Regions from separate parts of the Sus scrofa genome. Here region 1 is linked to region 2. Evidence: chromatin contacts called from public Hi-C data. All regions are on one chromosome and are shown on one strand. The core of a region is the stretch at or near the end of the contact, and the rest is flanking DNA. Distances in the headings are between cores, read along the strand shown.

Region 1 (6,734 bases), core at 2,196-4,695, 190 kb before region 2:
AGCACCCGCTTTCCCCGAATTGATGGCTCCAAGCACCTAACGAGGGGGTGCCTTGTGCCCCCGCTGAGAACAGAAAATCAGCCAAGCCAGTCGCTGGCTATTCAGGAGGGCCCAGACATCCGAGGGCTTGATGGCAATGGCAGCCGTGCCCTATTAGCTGTGTGGCTGCGGGCAAGACCGAGGATCCCTCTGAGCCTCCGTCCCTCTTCTGTAAAAGGGGGGCCACGATAGTCCCCCTTTGGTTGGCTGGCTGTGAGGAGGAGGCGGTTCAAGGACGGTACCTGGCACCACGCCTGGTCCCACCAGCCCGCATCGTTCCCATGAAACACGAAAGCCGGTCCTCGGAGGAAGGGACGCCCCACCCGTCTCTCTATCAGCGTTTGTTTCCCCAGGCGCCCAGCGGTGCTTTTCGGCTCACAAACTCCCCCAGCTGACACCTAGCAACCTTCGCTGTCCCATCCTACTGTCCCCCCAGAAGGTGGCCCAGAGCTGGTAAGGTCTTGCCCTAGGAAGCAAGGGAAGACGGGCAGGAGAAGACCTGGGGAACCCAGGGTTTTGCCCCAGAAGGCAGGGCCTCAAAAGGGGCTGATGAGGGAACTCCCAGACTCCCAGGGGCCCGCAGAGGGGCTAAATAGGGGCAGGGAGGGAGGGGAGCCACATCCTTGCACTGAGATCTGGCCTGGGAGTCCCGGAGACCCAGGTTCAATTCCTGGCTCCAAAGCTGTGTGACTCGGGCTGGTTACTTAACCTCTCTGAGCCTCAGTTTCCTAGTCAGTAATTGAGACTAAAGGCATCTGAGGCTGTCTGGGGCTATCTTTATCCTGATTTACCTTATGAGATGAAGGATTGGCCCCCAGTAGGTGTTCAGCAAAGAGCAGTGGAACCCGAGGTGGTGTCCAGGGGGCCATGATCCTTCCCACTCTTTTCTACAGTTCGATAAGGACAGCAAGGCTCAGAGAGGTTTAGTGACTTGTCCAAGGTCACACAGGATGTGTACAACATTGCCTTCCTGGGTCACTCACTCTTACTGGAGATGCTTGGGTGTCATCCTGGCCTGAGAAACCCTCCCAAGGCACCTCGAGCCTGCCTGGGTGCCTGAGAGGGTTTTCTCAGCTCAGGTTCTCAAGACACAGGAAAAGTTGTCTCCTAGCTTCACTGACAGATGCATGAATGAGCGGAAGCATTTTCACAAAAATACCAACACAGGGAAGATGAGCTGCCCATTGCTGGCTGTCCAGGAGAATGCCCCCTCCCTGATGGGTGCGAGCAGGAGCTAAGCAACATTGGATGGAAAGCAGGCCTTGGTGGCCTTTAAAAGAAAGCTACCCTCCGCAGGGCCACCAGGCAAATCTCACCCTGCTCGGTTCCCTCTTCAGATCAGGTTCTGATGCCTGGACTTGGTCTTTGAAGCCTCTGGACTCCATCATCCTATGTTCTTGTCTGCCTCCCATCTGGTCTGGGAGCACCACAAGGGTAGGTCCTGGATGCTTTTATTCTGAAAGCTGCCAGGGAAGGAAAACCCGGTTCCCTGAGCAAGGACCACAGGCCAGGCCCCGGACGAGGTATTTATTATGCTCGCTGCTGCATTTCGCCTCCCCAGCAAGCTGGGAAGCAGGTACTATTATGAGTTTCACGTTGCAGATCTGCAAACCGAGGTCAGAAAGATCAAGCAACCTGCTGAAAGTCACACAGCAACCTGACTGCTGAAGAAGCGAAGAGATGAAGGAAGGGGCGCTGAGCACGTGGGGTTCCCGCTTTCAGCCCCCAGTCCCAAGAGGCATCTGCAGCGGGTAGGTACGCTTGGTTGCCCATCTGTCTCCAACTCTTGGGGTGCCCCATCCAGGCACTGAGTGAGGTGGACCTCTGTGAACTGACTAACCACAACCACAGGCTGGGGGGGGCGGTGCGGGGAGGCGGTTGCTCCCCCAACCCCCAGCCCGCCAGAGCCCCTGCCCCGCCCTACCCCAGCCAAAGCTCTGCACCAGCCCAGCGGTTTCTGCTTGGCAGCAGCTCAGAAGAGAGTGAGGTGGCGCTGATGGGCTGGGGGGCAGGGGGTGGGTTGGTCCCGAGAGGCCGGGAATTGTCGACTCCAACTCAGCCATGCTCTGCCCGCGCTGCAGGACTACCACGAAGTGCTTCCCTTGGACAAGGATCTGGAAAAGGAAGCCTCCAGGGTGTGGCAGAGGAATCTCGCTGCAATAAAGACAGCGAGAGGTCCGTTATTCTTAGTTCTGGGACTATTCTTAGTACCAGGGAAGAAGCTACCATCTTACCCACTTTACAGATGGGGAAACTGAGGTTTCCTTTGACCAGATGAGCACTAAAGCCCAGAGAGAGGGTTGCAAAGGCCAGAGGGGCCCTCCCTCAGCCTAGATCTGAAGTTCTAGATCTAGAACCTGTGGGTTGGGGGGGTGCACCCTTCCCAGGTCCTGCAACCTTTCCTACCCTGGCCCTCATTGCAGCTCAGGCCCCTCCCAGCTATCACAGATGCCCTGCTCTGGGCTGTGCCCATCTTCCCAGGCTTGTCCTCCACATTAAGCCAGATTGGGGCGGGGGGCGACAACGAAAGGCAGCTGCCATCTAGAGTTCAGGGACCTCAGTTTCTAAGTCCAGCTTCACCCCGATTTACCACAAGGCTTTGGGTGGCCAACTTCCCAACTGTAAAGTGGGGCACCTGTGCCACCCTCAGGGCTGTGACCATCAGGGAAGCGAGACATCGAGGAAGACAATTTCTCTTCTGCCCTCGGAACTAGGTCTGGAGGACTGGAGGACAGCTGTGCCCCTCCGCCCCTAGGCACCCCTACCAGGGGGCCCCACCCAGCAGGGCACGGTAGCTAGATTTGGTAGGGCCATGGCCTGTAGGAGAGGGGGTGGCTTTGGGGAAGATGACCCTCAGCTTCTGGTGTAAAAGAATGATGCCACCGGGGCTGCTTTTGCACAGCGCTCTGAGCCAACCTGAGAAAGATGGTGCCTGGAAAAGGGCCCCCACTTTGGCCTGGCCTTAGCTTTGGGGACAGACTGGGTTGAAATCCCTGTCTCTTAGAATCCGTGTGACTTCGCATAAGCCATTTAACCTCGCTGGACTCAGTTTCCCCAGACCCTGGCACTGGTTTTTATTTATCCTCGCCATGCCCCTCCCTGGCCTGTTTCTCCATCTGGATTCTGGGGACTTTGGTGACACCTTTTCACAGAACCGGGAGACGGGGAGGAGGAGGACGGGTCTAGGCCCTAGAGCACCATCCAGAGAGGAGAAGTGACGGGCCTGGATCTCCCGGGGCGGGGTGGGGTGGGGTGGCTGCGGTGTGGGGAACCCCCTCTGCGGCCACCCCAGGGCCAGTGAAAGGTCATTTCCTTCCGCCTTCGGCGCTGCCGGCACCTCTCCTGTGTGCTCCCCCCTCAGTGCGGCGGCGCCTACCGGGCCGGGGGAAATCGGGGCCAGGGCGGATTTCCTCTGCGGACCTGCGGCTCCCAGAGCCACCCGCCCCCCGGACCCCGCGGGGCCCCGACCTGCACGTGCGGTGGTGGCCGGGCTCGGCCTCTCTCGGTCTGCGCTTCCTCAGCGACCCCTCTCCCTCCCCGCCCTCGGATCCCGCCCCCTCCCCGGCCGGGTTTCAGCTTCTGGAAAATGCTTCTCCCGCTGGCGGGGTCCGGATAAACCGAGTCACGGGGGCGCGCCGGGCGGGCGCTAGGACCCCGCGGCTGGCCCGAGGGGGGGCGTGGTGGGGCGGGTCGGCGGGAGAGCTATTTAAATTGGAGCCCGAGCCGCCCCCTCGCGGGTCGGGCTCCCGTGGGGCGGTGGACTGGCTGTGCACCTCCTCGGGCCGTGACCCCGGGGTCTGGCGCGGGGTGGAGCCGGGGGGCGGGGGGCGGGCGGGTTCGCGCAAAATGTGCCGGGGCTGCCCGGGAGAGGAGCGGCGGCCGCGCTGAGCCAGGTAGGAGCCGCCCGGCGGGCGAGGCTGGCCCTCGGGGAACCCGCGGTCCCGCGCCCCTCAGGAGCCCAGGGCGCGGAGCAGAGCTGGGGCAAGTCCACCCAGACGCTGATCCCCAACAGGCCCCTCCTATCGCGGTCCCCTGCGTCGCGCGTGGAGCCAGGGTTGAACCTCCCTCGGCCCCTGACGTCTCCGAGGCTCCTAGCTCAGCAGATCTGTCCCGCGAAGGACGACGAGGCTGGCGGTCCCATTTGACAGATGGGAAAACAACTGCAGAAAGGCCGGCCCTTGCCCAGGGAACACACGGCGAGTCCGGGGAGGTTCAGGGTTCGCATCCCGGCCTCGGCCCACCCTCTGACCCTGGCCGGACGTGGTCTTCCCATTCCACCGCACCAGATAGCCTGCCTGTCTCTGGGATGTGGGGGGCGGTGGGGGGGGCGGGGCACCCACCTCTCTCCAAGGGGCTCCGCAGCCAGCCGTCTTCCTGGGTGGTAGGATGTGAGGGACCCCCGCCCCCACCCTCAGCTGCCTGAAATTCCGCCATCACAGCCACATTCCTTTGGGTTAAGGTCTAATTCCCCCGTGGGTTGCACATGTCTCCAGAATGGGCCTTGCCCTTAGTGATTCACTGCCTGGTGGGACCGGCAGCAGCAGCTCTCCCAGGACCCCACTCTGCCGGTGATCGGAGCTGAGAGGTGGGAGAGGCGTGTCCCAGAGCCCAGCCCCGTGAGCCTGTGTGTGTGTGTGTGTGTGTGTGTGTGTGTGTTGAGGTTAGAGGATCATTAGAGGGGGTTGGGGAGTGAGATCTGGGCCTGGTGTTGTGGAACCATTTGCTCTGGAGGCAGACAGACTGGATTCTACTCCCGATTCTGCCATTTCCTGCCTGTGTGACTTTGGGTAAGTCACCTCTCCGAGCCTGGTTTTCCTCATGGGCAGATACTGTTGGGGCAGGCAGCTCAGCCTGGGCTGGAGAAAACACAGCCTTGGGGCCATGTAGGCCTGGGCTGAATCCCATCAGGCTTATGAGCTGGGTAACTGTGGGGTAAGTCACTTCGCCTTCCTGAGCCTCAGTGTTCTCATCTGTAAAATGGAAATTGTAGTAACTACTTCATTGGAGTTGTGAGAGTGAAATGAAATGATACGGGTCACGTGCTTAGAGGAGTGTCTAACGTCCTTAAACAGTAGGAGTGGGCTTAGTGTGGTATTAGGCATCGCCCCCACCCCATTTCTCCCCCTCGTGTCTCTCTCTCTCTCTCTCTCTCTTGAAGTTCAGGCTTCTAGGATGTCCCCTGCCTCCTCTCTTCTGGGCCACTTGTCTTCAGGCTTGGGGTCTCCCCTTCAGCCTTTCTCTCCTTGTCTGGGCGGCTCAGCCCAAGGGTTTGTCCCCGCTGGGAGACACAATATATGTCCAGGGCATGTTCACAGCCATTCTCGGCTTGATTATCACAACCATTGGCAGCAAAAGGTGGCAAAACAGGAACCAGGCTCCTTGCCCTGCAGATGGGACACTGAGGCACTGAAACGTGAAGGGACTTGGCCCAGGGAGCAGGGCTGGTGAGCAGTAGAGGCTGGATGGGAGCCTGGGTCTCAGGGACCCCAGTCCTCCCTCTGAGCCTTCAGATTCTAGGCACTGTGTCTTGGGTGCTGATGAAGGGTGCCCGCAGCCACGGGCCTTCTCTCTCTGTCAGATGGCAGGGCGGAGTTCCACCTGCTGCAGGGAGGGTCCCTCCTGGATGCTCAGATGCCCGCCTTGGGGCTAGGGTGGAATTAGGCAGAGGAGGGGAAAAGGAGGGCCCCTTTGGGCAGCGATGCCCTCAAGTTCCGAACTGCTCCAGGTCCTTCCTTGTTCGTTTCTTGCACTTTGCACTTCCCACTCCGCCCTTTGCCGTGCACACCTAACCCTGGCTTTGCTAATTGTCCCATAGATCTTTAGTGAGCCCCGCCTCCCAGACCCCTGATCTCATAGAATAAGAAGTAAGTGGAAATGATCCACGCGAGGAAAACAGTGAGCCGTGTGCAGATCTGGGAAGCGCCTTCCAGGTGGAGGCAGCAGCAAGGGCAAAGGCCCTGAGGCAGGAATGCACTTGCTGGGTTTGAGGAATGGCGTGAAAGCCAGAAGTGGGTGAGAGAAGGGCAGAGGGTAGACGGGAGAGAGGAGACTGTGGAGAGCCTGGATTTTGTGGGAGGTTTTCAAGCAGTGAGCTTCGTGATCTGAGACATGACTTAAGGCATCGCTCCAGCTGCTTTGGGTGGGACAGACTGAAAGAGGTCGGGCTGGAAACAGGGTGCTGCTGGGGTCAAGGCCCAGGGTCCTGGAGATGCTCAGTCTGCGGCAGTGATGGGGGAGGGAGGCAGAGCCGCGGAATACTTTTTAAGGAGAGCAGACAGAGCCGGGAAGGAGTGTGACAGGAAGGGGACCTCAGAACAACCATTCTCGCCAGGTCGCCGTGTCACCCCAGTGATGCCTTGTGTCACTTCTCATACCTTCCCCAGCCTGCCCACTGGAGGGAGCGTGTGAGATGGGTCCCAGAGCAGAGAGAGGCCCCTCTGCCTGGGGGCACTTCCCATGTTGGGGGCTGGGGGTGGGCTCCGGGAGCCACAGAGGGCTCAGTGCTGGAGGAGGGGCCAAAACGTGGCCCGGACGTGGCGAACTCAAGAAGGCTTCTTGGAGGAGGTGACGTCCAAGTTAAGACCCAAAGGATGAGGAGAGATTGCGCACAAGAGAGGGGAGGAAGTGAAGGTCTGGGGCAATGAAGAGGTGCTCAGAGAGCTGAAGGAAATAGGCGGCTTCCAGGACCCAGAGCG
Region 2 (6,240 bases), core at 1,519-4,018:
GCTTTAGCATTAAGGCTTAATTCTCTCCCTAAACGCTAGTTAAGTAAGGCTGCTTTAAAGGAAAAGAAGTACTAAATAATTCATTACAAGCATAAAATGTGTTTTATTACTGACAGTAAAATATAATTTGGGAAAGTCAGAATAGCTTGTTAATTTAAAATTTAGAAACAGGATGTAACGCACACATACATTCATGAAGGTTAAAAGTACGTCAAAGTGAGGCTGGAATCCTATTCCCTGAGTTGAAAGCCTGATGTTATGACTTACTCTCAGAATTTCTTTGGACTCAAAACTGTAAAATGGGGACAAAAAAAGAAAAAATCCTATCTTTTTGGTTTGAGTGAGGATTAAATGAGATGCTGAAGGCAAAGGACTCAGGACGGCCCAGCAGCCTCAAGGACACTCAACTGCTATTACGATGATGATGAGGATTCATGCATCTACTGTATACAAGGCACTATGCTGGGCAATGGGGAAGTAACAATGAAGTAAGACAAGAACTATACCTCCAAAGCATTTCTAACACAGCATGAAACATGACATCCACACAGGCAGCCATGACCCAGACTGATAGGGAAAAGGACCACAGGATGGCAGAAAACAGCGAAAATGAAAATCATACCCAATTTTCGAAGAATCCTTTTGCATTCATCCCTGCTGAGATCCAAAAGTGTTGGCCACACAACAGGCATTGTTGCTTCTTTTTGGTAGCCCCAAAGAGCTTGTCTTCCCTAGCAAAACAAAACCAAAAATTCGAATTATGAAAGTATATGCAAAAGGCCACTCAACCTGGAGATCTACACACTAAGAAGCAAAACCAGTAAGAATAGCTCACAATCCTATTTCACCACCGCCCTTTCCAACTTCTGACAAATGAAGAATTTAACCACCTGGGAGCTCACTATTCCAGCCTATCACTCTAGGTTCTAGTTCAAGTTTTCAGTTTACCAGCTGTGTGGTCCTGGGTAAATTGGCCTATCTGATGATTAAGTTTTCACATCTGCAAAACTGAGGTTTTACCACTTAGTTTATTATGAATATTAAAGACCAGTGTATGTGAAGGTCTTATCCTAGTGTCTAGCTCATTATTTAATAAATAGGTGCCACTACTTTTGTAATCTTGGGCAAGTCACTTCTGCAGGCATTCTCACTGAATTACATGATAAAAAAATATGTCAAGTTCCTAGGATGTTAAGCGGGTTATTGGAACTTAATAAAGTATTTTCTCAAATCCTAACAATGAAAGATGAATTTACACCCCGCAAGCTTAAAAAAAAAAAAAAAAGAAAGAAAGAAAGAAAAAAGAAAAAAAACCATTTACCAAACATTTAGATGTCAGGAACTTGGCACTGGGAATTCCTTGGTGTAGAGAAAAAGACAACAGCGCTGGGCGCTTGCATAATACCTGCTTAGCATACGGTAGATCCGCGATAAATATTTGTTAAACAAATAAATGAATGATTGAGAACAGCGAGTAACCTGAATGAATGAATGCATGCATGCATGCATGCCTGAGCGAGCTCACTACCTATTCTAGGAGTCAAGCACCGACCCGAAATAACTGCTACATCCCGTTCCTGGCGCTGGGGCTGCAACTCCAACTCCATGCCTGGAGTTGAACCCCCTCCCCCTACTTCCCATAGTCCTCTGAGCTGAGAACCAACCCAGGGCAAGGAGAACAGGACTGCGCGCCCCAGTCGGCAGAATGACATAAAGAAAAGGGGTGGGGAGGAGGAAGAAGGGGCAGAGCCAAAGGAATCCGCTCCCTCCACAAGCCAGTCCCCGCCTCCCGACAGGATCTTGGAGGCGGCCGGCGACCGCCGGAATCAAGCACCACGTCACGGCATCCCGACGCGTCCCCGCCGGCGGACCCCACCGCGGGGCCGGACCGCACTGGAGACCTGGGCAGAGGTTCCCGGAGCGGGCTCCGGGAACCCGAATCCTATCTAATCCTTCCCCTTACTCAAGTGTCAAGGAGGCAAGCCCGCCCCGCCCCCTCCCCAAACACGCACTCACTCCCGCAGCACCACAACAAGAGCAGCCCGCCCACCCTCCTCACCGATGCCACTCAGTACCCACTTCAATGTCAAGCTTGCGACCCAAGTCCTCGCAGGACCAGTAGCCGGAGGCAGGGGCCCCGGGAGGCATCAGCGCCTCGCTCCCTCCTCAGCACAGAGGACAACGGAAAGAAACAGTGGACGCTCGGACAGCCAGGCAGACGACCGAGACTTACCGGGAGGCTCCCAGAGCTGGACCCCCGCAATCCCAGCACCAGGCGTGCCAGAGCCCCCCTCAGCCCACCTCGGGGAGCCCCACGATCCCGTTAGGAGACAACGGAGGATGGGACTGGCCACCCCAAGCCGGGCTCCGACTGCTTGGTCCGGCGCTCCTCCAGACTGGCTACCCTGCCAGCTCTTCCCAGCGCCCTGTCTGAGAGTCACTCACCTGCCCGGCCTTTCTGGGCTCATCTAAAAGGCTCCTCCGCCAAAACTAGGGGACACCAGGAATTGGGTTTGTTTGCGGTGCCTCAGAAGGGGCAAGATGGCGACAGGTATCAGGGCGCAGGCGCAGCGGCGCGCTGCCAGTCGGGAGGTGTAGTTTGCCTTTCCCGCCTTTCGGAGAACGGACACCAGAAGGCCTCCATTCTCCGCGTCCCTCTTTTCCTCCAGGTTTTGAAAGGAAAGGAGAGACCTCGCAGGGAGTGCTGGGAGTTGTGGTCCGAGGCCAAACGCCCTCCTCTTTCGCTCTCAGAGTGCAGTCGCACGCGCAAGGAAGGCTGGGATTGTAGTTTCCCTGGCGTCTTCTCCAACCCCTCCTCGCCGCTTCTCGCGCCTCTCCTCCGCTGCGATCTCTGAGCCAATGGGCTGCGCTCTCCGCTACGTGTGGCGTCACACGTACCGGTCAAGATGGCGTCGGCGGATGGAGCTGAGGTTTTCCCGCGACCTTTACCCTGGTGGGGGGGTGTTAGGGGCAGTGGGAAAGCAGCTTCGTGCCGGTATGGCCGTATAGGGTTAGGATCGGATTCCTCAGCGGCTTGGGAGCAATTCTAAGCGGCTTCCAGGCCCGCCAGCCGCAGCTGGAGGAGAGAGAATCCACGCTACGAGACGTGTCACCGTGGACAACCTAGTGGCGCGGACCCGATCTGGAGGGGGCGCGGAATTGCAAGTGGAGAAGGACAATTCGAGCGTTCTCGACTTCGGGTTTCAACCCGTGTCCAGTGGGAATGCTAGTGCTCTATCTGTCAGAGGCAAGAAGGCAAAGGCATTTGTTTGAGGCTCTGCGGCGTGGTAGGTTCACTCTTCAGCCTTTGTTCTTATTTAACTACAGAACAAGTGTGTGAAGAGGGTATTGTCGCTCCTATTTTACAGATGAAAAAAAAGGGTCCAGTATATAGTTAATGGCTGCCAAAGATCGAAGCCAGTGCCTGCTATTGTTGAAGGTCCATTCGAGTGTTGTGACTGCCCGCCCTTGTAATTTTGTACATAACATCGAATCTGATTTTTCTAAAAAAATGTTCAAGTGGGAAGGAGTGTTTTCTTGTAAAATATTGGGTTAATATTATCCTATGGGGATGTTGTGAGGTACAGCGTAGGAGAAAATTGTTTTTCAATTTTGGACCACTGTACAAACGTGAGGCTGTACTTGAATGGAGATGTAAATTACGAAGAGAAAATAAATAACAGCATTTGTGTGCTATTTGCTCATTAGCTAAAAATCTTTTCTGAGGCCCAGGAAAGTGGTTATTGTTAAGAACTTTTGGAAAGATGGTGAATGAAACTTTAATATAGTTTAACATACGTTGTTTGAGGTGAGGCTCATAGTATCTTAGTGAGGCAGGTATAATTCAGAGTACCCCCTACTATGAATGCGAAAAACACAGATAGTCAAGAATTCACCAAATTTCACAAAGCTGGGAATTGAAGAGAATTGGGCTTTATAATCCCCGGTCTTCTGACTTCAAGTGTCTTCCTCTAAGACGAATGTCAGGGTGACAGGTAGTGGAGTAGAAATGGAAAGACAGGCTGCTTTCCAAAGATAAAACTGACCCTGACCATAATAAGTAGTGTGTGAGCCAAGAAGTATTATAGCTTATTCTTGGGCTTGCTAAATGCCAAGTACTCTTTTAAGCATTTCAAGTATTAATTCATTCCATCCTTAAAACAACTTTATGAGGGAGAAACTAGGTTCTCTAATTACAAATGAGGAAACTGAGGTATAGAAAGGAGGTTAAAAAGCTTGCCCGAAGCTACCCATTATAAGTAAGTTGTAAACCTGGGATTTAAACCAAAGCAGTTTGGCTCTAGAGTCTGCTCTAGATTTGTGGTTCTCAAAACTTCAAAGAACCAGCTGCGTGTTTTGTGAAAGTACACATCTCGGGGAGTTCAGTGGGTTGAGGATCTGGCATTGTCACTGCTGTGGCACAGATTCGACCCAGGAAGTTCTGCGGACCACGAGTGTGGCCAAAAAAAATAAAACAAGGGACACCTTTTGATTGAGTAGGGCCTAAGGTCCTGTATTTCTAACAGACCCTCAAGTGAACATGCTCTGGCATCAACTGCTGCCTCTAATCTACCACACAGCCTCCCTTTCCTTGTAACCATATTTGTCTTTTGCAGCCAGAAACTGTCTTTCCCAGGCTGCCTCTGACTTTCCATATTCCCAAACGTTTCCACCATTAAATTTTCTTATTTAAGGATCAGACTCAAACCTTACCCTCAAGCATATTATCCTGCCCCACCTTTCCTTCTAGGATGAGACAAGTATTCTTGCCACTGCTCCTATACCACTTAACTGTACATCTTATTACAGAACTCAGAACATTTGAGTTATGGTCATTTGTTTGAAAATCTTTCTTTCTTTCCTTTTTTTTTTTTTTTTTTTTTTCTTTTTTGTCTATTTAGGCCTGCACCTGAAGCATATGGAGGTTCCCAGGCTAGGGGTCGAATCAGAGCTGTAGCTGCCGGCCTACACCACAGCCACAGCAATGCCAGGCCTGAGCCCCGTCTGCAGCCTACACCACGGCTCACGGCAATGCTGAATCCTTAACCCACTGAGCAAGGCGAGGGATCAAACCTGTGTCCTCATGGATACTGGTCAGATATGTTTCTGCTGAGCCACGACAGGAACTCTCTGCAAATCTTTCTGACCGGAAAGTGAGCTCCGTAAGGAGAGAAGCCAGGTCTGCGTACTCTTGTGCCTAGCACTTAAGAATAAAAGCTAATACTTACCTAGGGCTTTCTCTGTTCCAGATGCTATTACATAAACTTATTTAATCTCCACAATAGCTTGATGAGGCACATCATTACCTCTATTTTATGAATGAAGAAACTAAGGCATAGAGATGTCAAAGGAGTTTGCCCAAAGTGACAAGCTTGTAAGTCTAGCAGGACCACGATTTCAAGCGAAGGTACTTTGACTCCAGGAAATGTATAGTTAAAAAAAAAGAAGAAAAAAAAATGAGATCCACCTTCCATGTACTTCCAAAGAGGAAAAACTAAGACATAGTATTTTGCTCAGCAAGAGTGTAACTACCTGTGGTCTGGGAAAATGTGTTAGAGTATAATACCCATCCCAGACTTTATTCTTTTATTCACTTTCTTGGAACAAACCTCTTCAAGATTCCTGCCATCCACCATTCTTATCTTGAAGAACTATATTGGAGAAGGTGGATTTCACCATTAACGAAAAAGACCTCTTAAGCTTCTATGGTAGCAAATCGAAATGGATAAGACCGTAAGAGATTCATTTGCTTAAAAAACAAAAAACAAAAACACAAAAACAAAACTGAGGTCCAGAGAAGCTAAATGAGTTAACCAAAATCATACAGGAATTTCATGGCAGGACTGGGACCAGAAACCAGCCCTTTTGACACAGCGTGCTACTCTTTCCACTACACCATGCTTAGATTCTTGCTCTCAGAAAGTTTTGTTATCAAACTAGTAATAGCCAAGATGTATGCTAAAAAGGGGAATAGCAAGACCAAACAAACAAACAAACAACAACAACAACAAAAAAATATATATATATATACAAGTAGAACTTCAAATAGTAGATCAAAATAAGTGGATTTGGGGGCGAGAAAAGAAAGAAGGAAAGTGAACTGGAGATAACTGGCAATTACATATCCAGGCTCAATGGAGGATCAGAAGCGCATTGAACAATGTAGAACAGGTTAAAAAGGTAGAAGATCTGGCCACTGCCTTTTGAGTGCCTCCGTTCCTCTCTCCTACTGTCCATTCA

The links. Hi-C and Micro-C count contacts between places; a contact is called where the count stands out from the background.
Region 1: a contact with region 2 is called in a Hi-C map of liver, with 3 times the contacts expected there. The contact joins the promoter of LRRC32 here to the promoter of EMSY in region 2. A contact is called at or near these places in 4 of 47 Hi-C or Micro-C datasets (heart right ventricle, liver, mesenteric adipose tissue and 1 more).

Annotation. Positions count from the first base shown.
Region 1 is chr9:10,812,603-10,819,336 of Sscrofa11.1, reverse strand. It overlaps LRRC32 (leucine-rich repeat-containing protein 32), which reads left to right and starts at 3,445. Exons shown (of 3, transcript XM_003129671.4): 1 at 3,445-3,932.
Region 2 is chr9:10,624,581-10,630,820 of Sscrofa11.1, reverse strand. EMSY (BRCA2-interacting transcriptional repressor EMSY) reads right to left here and starts at 2,768. Exons shown (of 20, transcript XM_021062538.1): 1 at 2,446-2,768; 2 at 623-731. The coding sequence starts at 692. LOC102163793 (a long non-coding RNA gene) reads left to right here and starts at 2,852. Exons shown (of 3, transcript XR_001298634.2): 1 at 2,852-3,287.